3 separate regions of the Mus musculus genome follow, and all the other regions are linked to region 1. The links are chromatin contacts, called in public Hi-C and HiCAR-type maps. All regions are on one chromosome and are shown on one strand. Each heading gives the region's core, a stretch centred on a gene start, on an enhancer-like site or on the middle of the called end of the contact. The rest is flanking DNA. Distances are from core to core; before and after follow the strand shown.

Region 1 (3,475 bases), core at 552-3,051:
TAATCAAAAGCAGAAATAAACTGCAAGTGAAGATTGCCAGGGGATCAATCATCCCTGCCATGGGGCTTGGAAGTAAGGGGACATTGAGTGCACAGTGAGCTGGTGAGGAGTGACCAGAGAGACAAAAGTCATGACTCAGCATTCTGCAATGCACACTGAGATTTCTAGTTTCACTATAGCGACCAACAATGTAAAATAGTTTTCAGGAACTCACATGGTCATTTTTGCTCTACATAGCAGGCATTCTATTTTTGTGTAGCTACAACAGGGCTTAGTAATGGCCAATACTTTTTATCTAAAACATGACCTGCTTAGAGATCTTGAGGACCGACATCATTGGAAGGACAAAAGTTCCCAACCTAACAATTAGATATTAAAACTCCAAAAAGTGTACATTAGTTTTGTTCTCTTAGAAATTTCAAGCATGGGGACTTTTCCACCAAATCAATGTAGAATTATAGATTACTCTACACAGCACTTTCTTCTACATTAAGTATCAATTCTCTGATAAGGTACTCTGAACACCACATCAAGTTCCTATTACAGTGGACATGTCAGGACAGCAAAAGAAAAACAACCACACTGGCTCTCACCACAGCCAGCCTGAAGGAATCTCTTTACCAAAAATGATACACTTTTAAAATCATATTTCTGTTGCTAAAGCACAAACAAAATATACATGGGATTGTTTCTTTTCAGTAAATTCATTTCATCTAAGTATTTTCAATAAATTGCCATTACTGTCTGATTTTTGACAATACCATTTTCCATAGAAAACTGTAAATGAAACATATATATGAAGTCAAATGTCACTATCACTAAGTAATTGCAATTCAGATGTAACCATATGATTAGCACAAGTCAGTTTTTAAACTATGAACTGTGACCTTGGGCGGCTCAGACTTTCTGTGGGGACAGGACTCAGTGATTTCTGTAGTGGCTTTAACACACAGCACTCAGCACTCGGGTCTACTTCACCAGCAGTGTGCTTCCTAACAGCCAGGGCTATGTACAGTTAGTTACCTTTATTTATTTCTATAGGACTCAGAGAGACACCCCACCCCCTGCCCCCATCACAGTCCTCAAAAGCAAAGCCAGAACCCTGTGCTCTATCACTCTTACACAGCATTTTTTTTTTCCTTTTTGGTTTTTGTTTTTGTTTTGTTATTTTTTTCCAAGCGTCATTTGGGTAACCAATCTACCTAGAATTATTCAAGGAAAAACATTGTTCTCAACCTTTATTCCGATAACTACAATATACTTGAAGAAAGTCCTTGCCTAGAGAGCAGAGAATCAGATCCATCTATGAGCTCTAACAGCCTGGAGACCCAGGAAGCCCATTCAGTTTGCTTTGCTTCGGTTTGCAGAGGTATTGTCTTAAATACACTTCCCTTAAAAGAAGGTATAGCTGAACCCAATAATCATGAGCAACTACACAAAAGTGTCAGTGAAAGAGAAGTGCGCTATTTAAATGTTTCTATCTGGTCTGAGGAAAGAGCACTGTGCAGAACAGACTGCAAGGTTTGCAGCCTGTTACTAATGATGCCGAGAGCACTGGCCAAGTACGCTGCCCAGAAAATACCAAACAGCATAAGAAGCAGAGAACACTACCTTCGCAGCGGCATGATTTCACAAGCCATCCTCGTGTGCGAATCTGCACGGGATCCCCGAGTGCCTTCCAGTCAAGCCCTGTGTGCAGGACCCGCGGAACACACAACCTGCTGCAGCTGACACTGCCTCTCCACCTCCAGCTGCAGGCAAGGATATTTATCGGCTGCCTCCACATTTACACTGCAGTCCACTTTGACCTTTTGTTCCAGCGAAGCAGCTGAAACCCAGAGCCAATCAGAGGCGGAGCAGTGGAGTGTGAAAGGCTGCTCCTCCTCCTGATCCTCCTCCCGCTTCTCCCGCTCCTCCTTCTGTCCCCACCCCACTTTGCTCTGCTCGCTGCTTAGTGGGCTTGGCAAGCCCCAGCAACCTGAAACTTTCCTCTGAGAGGTTCCAGACAAGTCTGTCAGTCTGTGAAGAGCAACCAATAACTGCAGAGGAGCCCAATCCTGCATGGCTCAAAGTGCAAGAAAAGCCAGCAAGGAAATGCAGTGTCAAGGACAGACAGCGTCCCTTAAGGTCCCGTTTCTTTGAGGCCCAAGTTGGACTGCACCTTGTTTTTTTCTAAAATAAATAAACAAATAAAAACTACCCAAACAGTAGCCAGAGAAAGCTTTTCCAGATTGTTCTAGGCTTTTCCTGACGAAATACCTGAACCCTTGCCCTACCCACAGTTTCTTCCCCAGATACTTATTTACACTAGGTTGTGAGCAGTTCCTGGTGACATCACTCAAGGGGAAGAGGACAAGGTGCCCTAACTGGATTCAGGTCTTCAGGAGATCAAAACATCTACTGGTGTGGCCCTTCTGTTTGTTGTTTTTACATTCTACCCAAAATGTCAACTGCACTTGGAAGAGATTTGTTTCTTATTATATATTCTTATATTTTACAAAACCAATTTTTCCAATAAGATTTTCTAAGTGCTTGTAAATGATCTTTTATTATTTTGTATCTCACATATGTGTGTGTGTGTGTGTGTGTGTGTGTGTGTGTGTTTGCCTGCATCTGCATGGCATGTGTGACTGTTGCCTAAGGGGGCCAGAAGAGGGCATTGAATCCTCTGGAACTAGAGTTACAGATGGCTAAGTGGCCATGCTGGGAACCAAACCTGGGTCCTCCAGAAGAGCAGCCAGTTCTCCAGCCCCTGTAATTTCTTCAGGGCCACTCACTATTTCTAGGGAAGTAATTGTAGTTCACAGGCTTCATACAATGCAAGAAACACATCTTGTACAATTTATTTCATATTATGCAAATTTAATAAGTTCTAACACAGCCTACTTTCGCATTAACCTGATACAAGCTAGAGTTACATAGAAGGAAAGAATCTCAATTGAGAATAGCTTTTAAGACCTTTTTCTTAATTAGTAACTGGACGGGGAGGGCCATTGTGGATGGTGCCACCCTGGGCTGGTGGTCCTGTGTTCTATAACAAATCGAGGTAAGCATGTCACGATGAGCAGGCCAGTAAGCAGCATTGGTCCACAGGTTCTGCATCAGCTCCTGCTTCTAGGTTCCTGCCCTCTTGGAGTTCCTGTCCTGGCTTTTTTAAATCATGAATTTAATGTGCAAGTGTGAGCCAAATAGTGTGTGAGGGCGCGCATGAGCGTGCGCGCGCACACACACACACACACACACACACACACACACACATTTGCTTTCTGGTCATGATGTTTTCATTGCAGTAATAGAAACCCTAACTAAGACATATTGCAAATTAAAATTACCTGTGCTTATAGAAAACATTTACATTTTAGTAAGAGTTTTGATAGTTTATTAAAATAACCTTGGCATGAAGGAATACCTTCTGCAAATAAAAGGCAGAGACACCCACACACAAACACACACACATACAGAGAGAGAGAGTCAA
Region 2 (3,475 bases), core at 565-3,064, 47 kb after region 1:
CATCCATCATGCGAAGGAAAGGGTAGGATGACATCAGTGGATTTCCTGGGTGGAATTGCTCTAAACACTAATCTTAGTTAAAAAAAAAGAAACCTATACCACCAGAAATTACAGTTACTTCATCTTCTAAGCCTGATACCCACTAAATACAAATGTTTCTTACTAATGGCCAGCAATTGTCTGTTGCCTCTGCAATTCCCACATCCCTTCTTGTGTCTTAATGCCCCAAATTTGGACCTGCATGGAGTTTCCAAGGATGACTACCTCTGTGGCTGTAGAGGTGAATCAAGTAATCTATATTTCTAGTTTGGTATCTGTTGTTGTCATAAATACCACAACCAAAAGCAACTTAGGGAAGAAAGGGCTTATTTGGTTTAAATGTCATGATCATAGTCCATCATTGACAGAGCAAGGGCAGAAACTCAAGTAGGAGGTGAGGTAAAAGTCATGAGGAAAGCTGCTTACTGACTGATTTTCATGGTTTGCTCAGCCTGCTGAGTTATACAACCCAGAGTCACCTGCCCAGAGGTGGCAACACCCAGTGGGCTTGTTCTTCCCACATCAATTATCAATCAATAAAATGTTCCACAGATATGCCTAGAAGCCAATCTGATGGAGGGAATTATCAACTGATGTTCACTCTTCTCAGCTGACTCTTGTTTGTGTCAAGTTGACAAAGAGTAACCAGTAATGAAGTTCACTGTCTGCTATCCATAGCAGTTGCTCCAGTGACTATATCTAGGATGAACCAGAGATTGCTCTGTTCAACTTGTTATATGCTAGGAAACAGTGCTAGGTGAGAGGCTTTCTGAATTGAGTGGAGGCATTGGCTGCCTTGTCCTGTCATAATTCTTCCAGGATGTCTGTGCAAAAATCAGCGGAGGAAAAAAAGAAAAACTATTTTTCCTGTTTTATTTTATTTTTAAAAATTTTATTACACAATTTTGTACACAGTATATTTTGAGCATATTCTTTCAACTTCTTCAACTTCTTCAGAATTTTCCCTACCTCCCTACCCATCCAACTCCATACACCATCACATCCAGTTTTAGGTAGTACTGAGAATCAAACCCAGGGCCTTTTGGATGCTAGGTAAGCACTCTAAGAGCTACACTCTCAGCCCTAAACCATACAAAGTATTTTAACATGAACCAGAAAAAAGTTAAACTACATTTTTTGTTGAGTATAAATCTCAAGATGAGAATAAAATAAAATTATATTTAAGAACAAGTTTATAAAAGTAAAGATTGGAATATAATGTGGTAATAGATTTACAGAAACATTATTCATTCATTCAACAAACTAGCTATGCTAATAATATGCCAGACTCTAGGTTATAAGGATCAATAACTCACAGCACAGCCTGGTCTGATTTAGAAACAGATTAAGGAAACGTACAATGAATCTCCACCAACATACACTTCACACAGTCATCTCCCAAGGCCTTCTTTGAAGTCCCCTGGCATGGACTGGGAGCCATCACTTCTATTGTGTGCATGTCAGTTTAATATTATTTTGGCTATTTCTTTTTCTACCTTTCAGTTGAGTTTAAATAATCAGGAGATTATTTAAAGACTTCTTTACCTAATAGCCCTTAAGACAAAAATAGTCTCCCTTGGGAGTGACGGTCAGTCCATGCTCAACACAAGTTATGAAAGATTCAGGTTCTCCAGGTGAGGGGTTTGCTTCCTGTAGCACAGCTTGTCCCAGATGGAGTTACCCAGCCTCCTCTGAATCACTACTGGGTATAAGGAAACACCACATAAAGTGCCAGCCTGTGCTGTCGCTGTGACTAGTGAATTGTGCAAATCCGAGTCAGCAGTCTTATGCCTTCAGCCAACACCCCTGAACACAGGCAGGTTAGCCGGTCAGCCATCACTAAGTAGTAAGATTTCAGAGTCTTCAGTTCTCATTTACTGGAATACTGCCATAGGAACCCCTGGCAGCCACCTGGAATTAGAAAACAAGTTGGTCTAAAATGAAGTCAACACAGCATCAAAGCAAAATGATGAAAAGTTCATGATATTTTCAGGATTTCAGACATATGAGCCAGTACATCTTCTTGCTGATTAAGTAGCTGAGAATGCTGAAATCAAAGGTATTTTTGATAGTTCTTGTGGAATCAAAATTTTTAGATCAAAAATATATGTGGCTTAAACACAGCTCAAGCTAACTTTGGACTAATCACATGTTCCTCTGGCTGAATATCAATGCAACAGGACTGTGGATTTAAAGGTCATTGGCTAAGCTGAGTGTTTGGCAGAAGGAGTGCGTAAACAAGGTCACGTTCTGTAGCAGCACACACAAAGGGAAGTTAGTAAAACCTTCTGGGTTTCTAGGGTGTAAAAAGACAGCTGTCGACATATCTGGGAAATAGGCTTTGTTATCTGGTTTTCAGTTGTCTCACAGACCTGACAGAAGGATTAATAATAATAATAATAATAATAATAATAATAATAATAATAATTTATTTACAGATCCAAGAATTCCTAGGCTCAGCAAAAGAACTGTGTGGTGACTGGAGGATGAGACCTTTAAACTCTAGAGTGGGAGAACAGTTTGGAGATTGTGTTTAACCACAACGGTTGAATGAATCACTATTATTTAGTAAGACCTCAGTAAAAAGGGACAGAGTGCAGTTTCCAGAGTTTTTGAGTTGCAAATCCAATGAAGCAATGTGGAGAGTGACATACTGGGAGGCCATGGAAATTCCTGGTCCTTCCTCAGCATCTTGGCTTTTGCATTTCTTACATCCAGCTGCTGCAGGGTTGCTTCCTTTATAATGAACTGGAGAACCAAAGTGAAGTGCATGTGAGAGTTCTCAGCCACACAGTGTTGTTGGGGTGAGAGGACAGGAGTGTGGAAATCCTACATGTAAGCCAGCTGGCGCTGCATGCAAGTTACAACCTGGAATGTGATTGGTGTCTGAAGTCTTATGGGACTTTATTCCTTAGGTTTATACTAACTCTGGGTTGCACCCTTTTGAAATGAGCTCAATTCAGGCCACCTATTTGATATATCTAGCAAGGCTTATTCAGTGCACCAGCTGTTAGGTACACACACATATCCCTGGCTCTGAAGTGTGTTCTCATTTGAAGGATTATTTGCTGGGTCTTGCCTTTCGCCACTGAACTCCTTTTTTTTTTTTTTTTTTTTTTTCTCAAAATGCTGCACACTCCAGATGCCCCCGAAGTGTGTCCTGTCCCCAGCTTTCCTGTGAGGAGCGGGTGCGGCCACGACCCCAGGATGGCGCCTGGGACGGCTGCCAGGTCTTATGACCTGTGCCTGACTTCCTCATTACCTCTGACTTAGCCACATCCCAGGCACCTGCACTGTGCAGACGCCATGCCTTGTCAACTCGCCTGAGGTGTGTCACTTGCTGTGAACCAATGGACTGCTGCTATGTGACTGGGGTGATTGGGAGGAGTCAGTAGGGTATTTAAGGCACGCCCCAGGGTTGTTCTGCGGATTCCTG
Region 3 (3,475 bases), core at 569-3,068, 36 kb before region 1:
TAAGAATGATCATAATGAAAACTTAGGAGTTTTAATCTAGATACTGAAACGAGAGGAGCAGTTATAACTGTAGTATACTGACTGACTTTAAACAGAGAATCTCAATAGAGATTTTAGTAATAATTTATGATATCTTACTTGTCGCAACCATGCCAGACATCATCCTGCTTCTTAAATTGATGCCCTCGCTGCCTGGTGGGTATAGAAGATGCTGAAGATGGTCCGGGTTCTGAGTCCTCTGAACTTTGGTCTCCAGCGTTGCTGACATCAAAAAGATGCTCTTCTACTGCTGACCTGATGGTTCTTTCTAAGAGTCTAGTTAAAAACAAATAACAAGTTAATGAAGCAATCAAAGTTACTAAGCACAACGGGCGAAAACAGTGCCAACATGGGCATGTTCTTGCCTTGTGGTGTCTGATAATCTTTCCTTGTGTAGTAGATAACACTGTAGGTTGTTCTGTATTTGATGCTAACATATTTACATTCTCTGGATTGGGACATAGAAAATGAAAGTCACAGTCACCACTTCACTTAGGCTATACTTTCCCCTTGTCTTTAAGTAATTTTAATAAATTTACAAAGCAAGACAAATAAACTGCTCTAATTTAAGTCATTTTTTAAAAAAATGCAATATACAAATATTTTTAGATCAACATACCATTCGGCCTTTGCTAATGTATTACTAAATAGTGGGAAACAGATACTTCTGAATGTGGGTTTATTTTAAGGGCAATCATTGGTAATCTTGATTGCTTCATTAACTTAGTGGTATGTTTTGAACTAAAATGTCAAATCCAAATTATATCACTTTGCCCATTGACACTCCTCTACCTGACTCTCACAAATGTGCCAGTTTACAGTGGCAGAGCCTTTCAGTATATCTAAGTAATCAACTGCCATTCAGTTTAATTCTGAATGGAAATTTCTTAATTTATACTCATCAAAGCAGGCTTTTCTTTACTTGGAAAAGATTCACACTTTTTAAAAAGTATCTAGAAAAGAGTAACTTTCTTTAAATAACATGGTTTTTGTTTGTTATATTTTGAGACAGTTTTGCTACATAGAGCAGGCAAGTCTCAAACTTACAATCTTATGATATCACCAGCCCTCGTTTCATCAAATAGTCCTTCCAAACTTCAACTTAAAGTTTTCCAGATAGGCACAGTTTGACTAAATGTTTCTTAATTTTATTAAGATATTTTATAAAAATTATTTGAAGACAAGGGGCAAGCATAACCTAATTGAGGTGTTCACTGTGACTTCTGTTTTCTGTGTCCCTATTGACTAACTGGTGTAGGAGAATGTAAATATATTAGCATCAAATACTGAGCAATTACAGTGTTACCAACTACATGAAGAAAGATTATCAGACACAACAAGGTGAGAACATGCCCATCTTGGTTCAGTTCTGGAATCTTTACATCTGATGAAGCCAAGGAACGTTAGTTCTGCCTTGTTTGCTTCCTCAACTAACAGAAAGATCCCAACTCCATCATTTGAGATCCCGCTTCTTCTTCTTTATGTTCTTTCCTCCAGACCACACCTTCCTGGTCCCTAACATTTGATTATTGCCCAGGGAAGATGCTATGAAAAGGTTTCCAGTATCTCAGAAGAAGAAGAAAACAGTAGGGGAGACAGAAAGGCTTTTGGTCAGATTCATCTAGTGAAGTGAAAAATACCCAGATAGTGCCTAATACAAGTTTCATGGCACCAGGGAGATAACCACAAACATGACAGAAAAGATCCTGTGTTAGCAGAGTTTGTACTTCCATAGAACAGGGCAGAGGGAACAGTGTGGCAGTGTGCTGTCTGGTAGTGAGCCAGGAAGTGATTCCTAGAAGGAATGAACCAAAACATGAAAGTGCTGGCTGGGCAGGGCCCAGCCAAGGGCTATCTCAGGAACAGAAAGTCAAGCGCCCAAATAAGAAAGCACAATGTGGTCAGAGAGACAAGCAAGTGTAGAAGTCCCAGACCAGGGCAGGGCACAAAACAGGGCTGTGCTTAGCCTGCATGTACCTGGAAGCCTCTGAGGGAAGAAAGCATGTGCCAGATATAAGTAACCCAGGACAGCCACGGCTGTGAGGAGAAAGGACTCGGTGCTACCAGGCCTTTGCTTTCTTTTCTACATCCCTATAACAACAAAATTAAAAGGACTGCAAAATAGCCATGAAGGTAGAGCCAAGGCTCATTCAATATCACACACTCAACACTGTGTGTGGTACACTGTAGGTCCTCAATAAACGAACGAAGTGGGAAGGAAAGTCATGGTTAATGCTTTAGCCTTTACTTATTTTTTTTCCCATGGCAAGATGCCTCCAGGGAACAGAGTCAGCTTTGCAAACATTAACTAACCCTGACATGGCTTTTATTAAAATAAACAAAAAGCTAGTAGTGCCAGGCATAGTGGAAAATACACCTGTTACCCTAGCACTGGGGCATAGGCAGGAAAATTGCGAATTAAAGGCCAGTCTGGAGTACAGAGTAAACTAAGGCTAATCTAATACACACAGCAAGACTAACAAAGAATCTAGTTGGTGGTTTCAAATGGGGAAGGGGGATTGTGTATAATGACAGACATGCCTACTTTCTGGATATGAGCAGCTTAAAGATCACTGGTTGTATATTATCTTAATCTTCCAATTCAACACAACATTAGAATTTGCTTTTTTTATTAATAAATGGGAAAAGGCATAAAATATTGTTCAATATAAAGACAAAGGACTTACTCTCCAGTTGTTGAAACATTGCTGACTTGGGATACATGAGCACTGTAAAAAGAGCAGAGAGAGAGAAAATCAGGTTGGCTGAGGGGTCAGAGATGATGAACCATCATCTGAAGGGATGCCTGTATGGAAGAATGAGCCAGGTCCCATGTCATCCTTGATGATCGCCACCATGACAGGAGTACTTCCACTGTGTAGCACATAGAGGGGCTTGTTTACTTCTTTAAACACTGACCTTAGAAAACAGCTTCTAGCTCTAAGGCTGGTGGTGCAGCCAGGCCTGGTGGCCTTCTCCTTCCTTTGCCATGCTAGTGCGATGGCTGCCGATTGTCTTTTCTACCACCTGTTGTCCAAGCCCTGCAAGCACAGGCATGTTTCTAAATCTGCTCAGAACTCATGGAGGTCAGCAGGGACCGGAGGGGACAGAGACCAAGGAACAGCACAACTTCCTACATAGCCATTTCCAACTTGAGTTTTCCACAGCGCATTTTCCTCCCAACATTCAAGATGGAAATTCTCAAGTGACAGCTCATTGTTAACAAGTGGTTTAGTACCTTTGGCTGAATGTATATAAACTTCTTCTATTTTCTAAAAAAGCCCGACTCTTTTAGGATAATTAAAACATATTCCATGCCCTGATGTGCACCTGTCAGAGCTTCCTTCTACCTAGAGAAGCTCCATGCTCACAAACCCAGGTGAGGGTCTGGGCTCGGCTATCAAAAATTATCTGTCACTACTTTCTCACAACTCGC

The links. A called contact is a pair of places that touch in the nucleus more often than the background predicts. HiCAR-type assays count read pairs that join an accessible place to other places.
Region 2: a Hi-C map of liver shows a contact between it and region 1, with 3 times the contacts expected there. The contact joins the enhancer-like site here to the promoter of Fam13a in region 1. A contact is called at or near these places in 1 of 39 promoter capture datasets (liver), 14 of 484 Hi-C or Micro-C datasets (brown adipocytes, cardiomyocytes, embryonic fibroblasts and 5 more), 5 of 115 datasets of contacts at active chromatin or transcription factors (embryonic stem cells, kidney and liver) and 2 of 9 other capture datasets (adipose tissue and pancreatic islet).
Region 3: a contact with region 1 is called in a HiCAR-type map of kidney, with 1.9 times the contacts expected there. The contact joins the enhancer-like site here to the promoter of Fam13a in region 1. A contact is called at or near these places in 3 of 484 Hi-C or Micro-C datasets (granulosa cells, olfactory sensory neurons and uterus), 4 of 115 datasets of contacts at active chromatin or transcription factors (cardiomyocytes, embryonic stem cells, kidney and 1 more) and 2 of 9 other capture datasets (adipose tissue and liver).

Annotation. Positions count from the first base shown.
Region 1 is chr6:59,022,701-59,026,175 of GRCm38.p6, forward strand. It overlaps Fam13a (family with sequence similarity 13, member A), which reads right to left and starts at 1,802. Exons shown (of 18, transcript NM_153574.2): 1 at 1,612-1,802. The coding sequence starts at 1,640. Gm52905 (a long non-coding RNA gene) reads left to right here. Exons shown (of 2, transcript XR_003956447.1): 2 at 1-2,210.
Region 2 is chr6:59,070,052-59,073,526 of GRCm38.p6, forward strand. No RefSeq gene overlaps it. Among named protein-coding and RNA genes, the nearest start is that of Gm22367, 27 kb to the right of the region's middle. Within about 2 kb of position 1,815, at least 15 of the 459 cell types and tissues checked have an H3K27ac peak or open chromatin away from gene starts, as enhancers often do. A contact at or near this core is called in adipose tissue, brown adipocytes, kidney and 2 more, where this site is marked.
Region 3 is chr6:58,987,018-58,990,492 of GRCm38.p6, forward strand. Fam13a (family with sequence similarity 13, member A) reads right to left here. Exons shown (of 18, transcript NM_153574.2): 3 at 2,727-2,768; 4 at 139-315. The region is part of intron 2 of 8430415O14Rik (a long non-coding RNA gene); the gene reads left to right. Among named protein-coding and RNA genes, the nearest start is that of 8430415O14Rik, 24 kb to the left of the region's middle. Within about 2 kb of position 1,819, at least 3 of the 459 cell types and tissues checked have an H3K27ac peak or open chromatin away from gene starts, as enhancers often do. A contact at or near this core is called in kidney and olfactory sensory neurons, where this site is marked.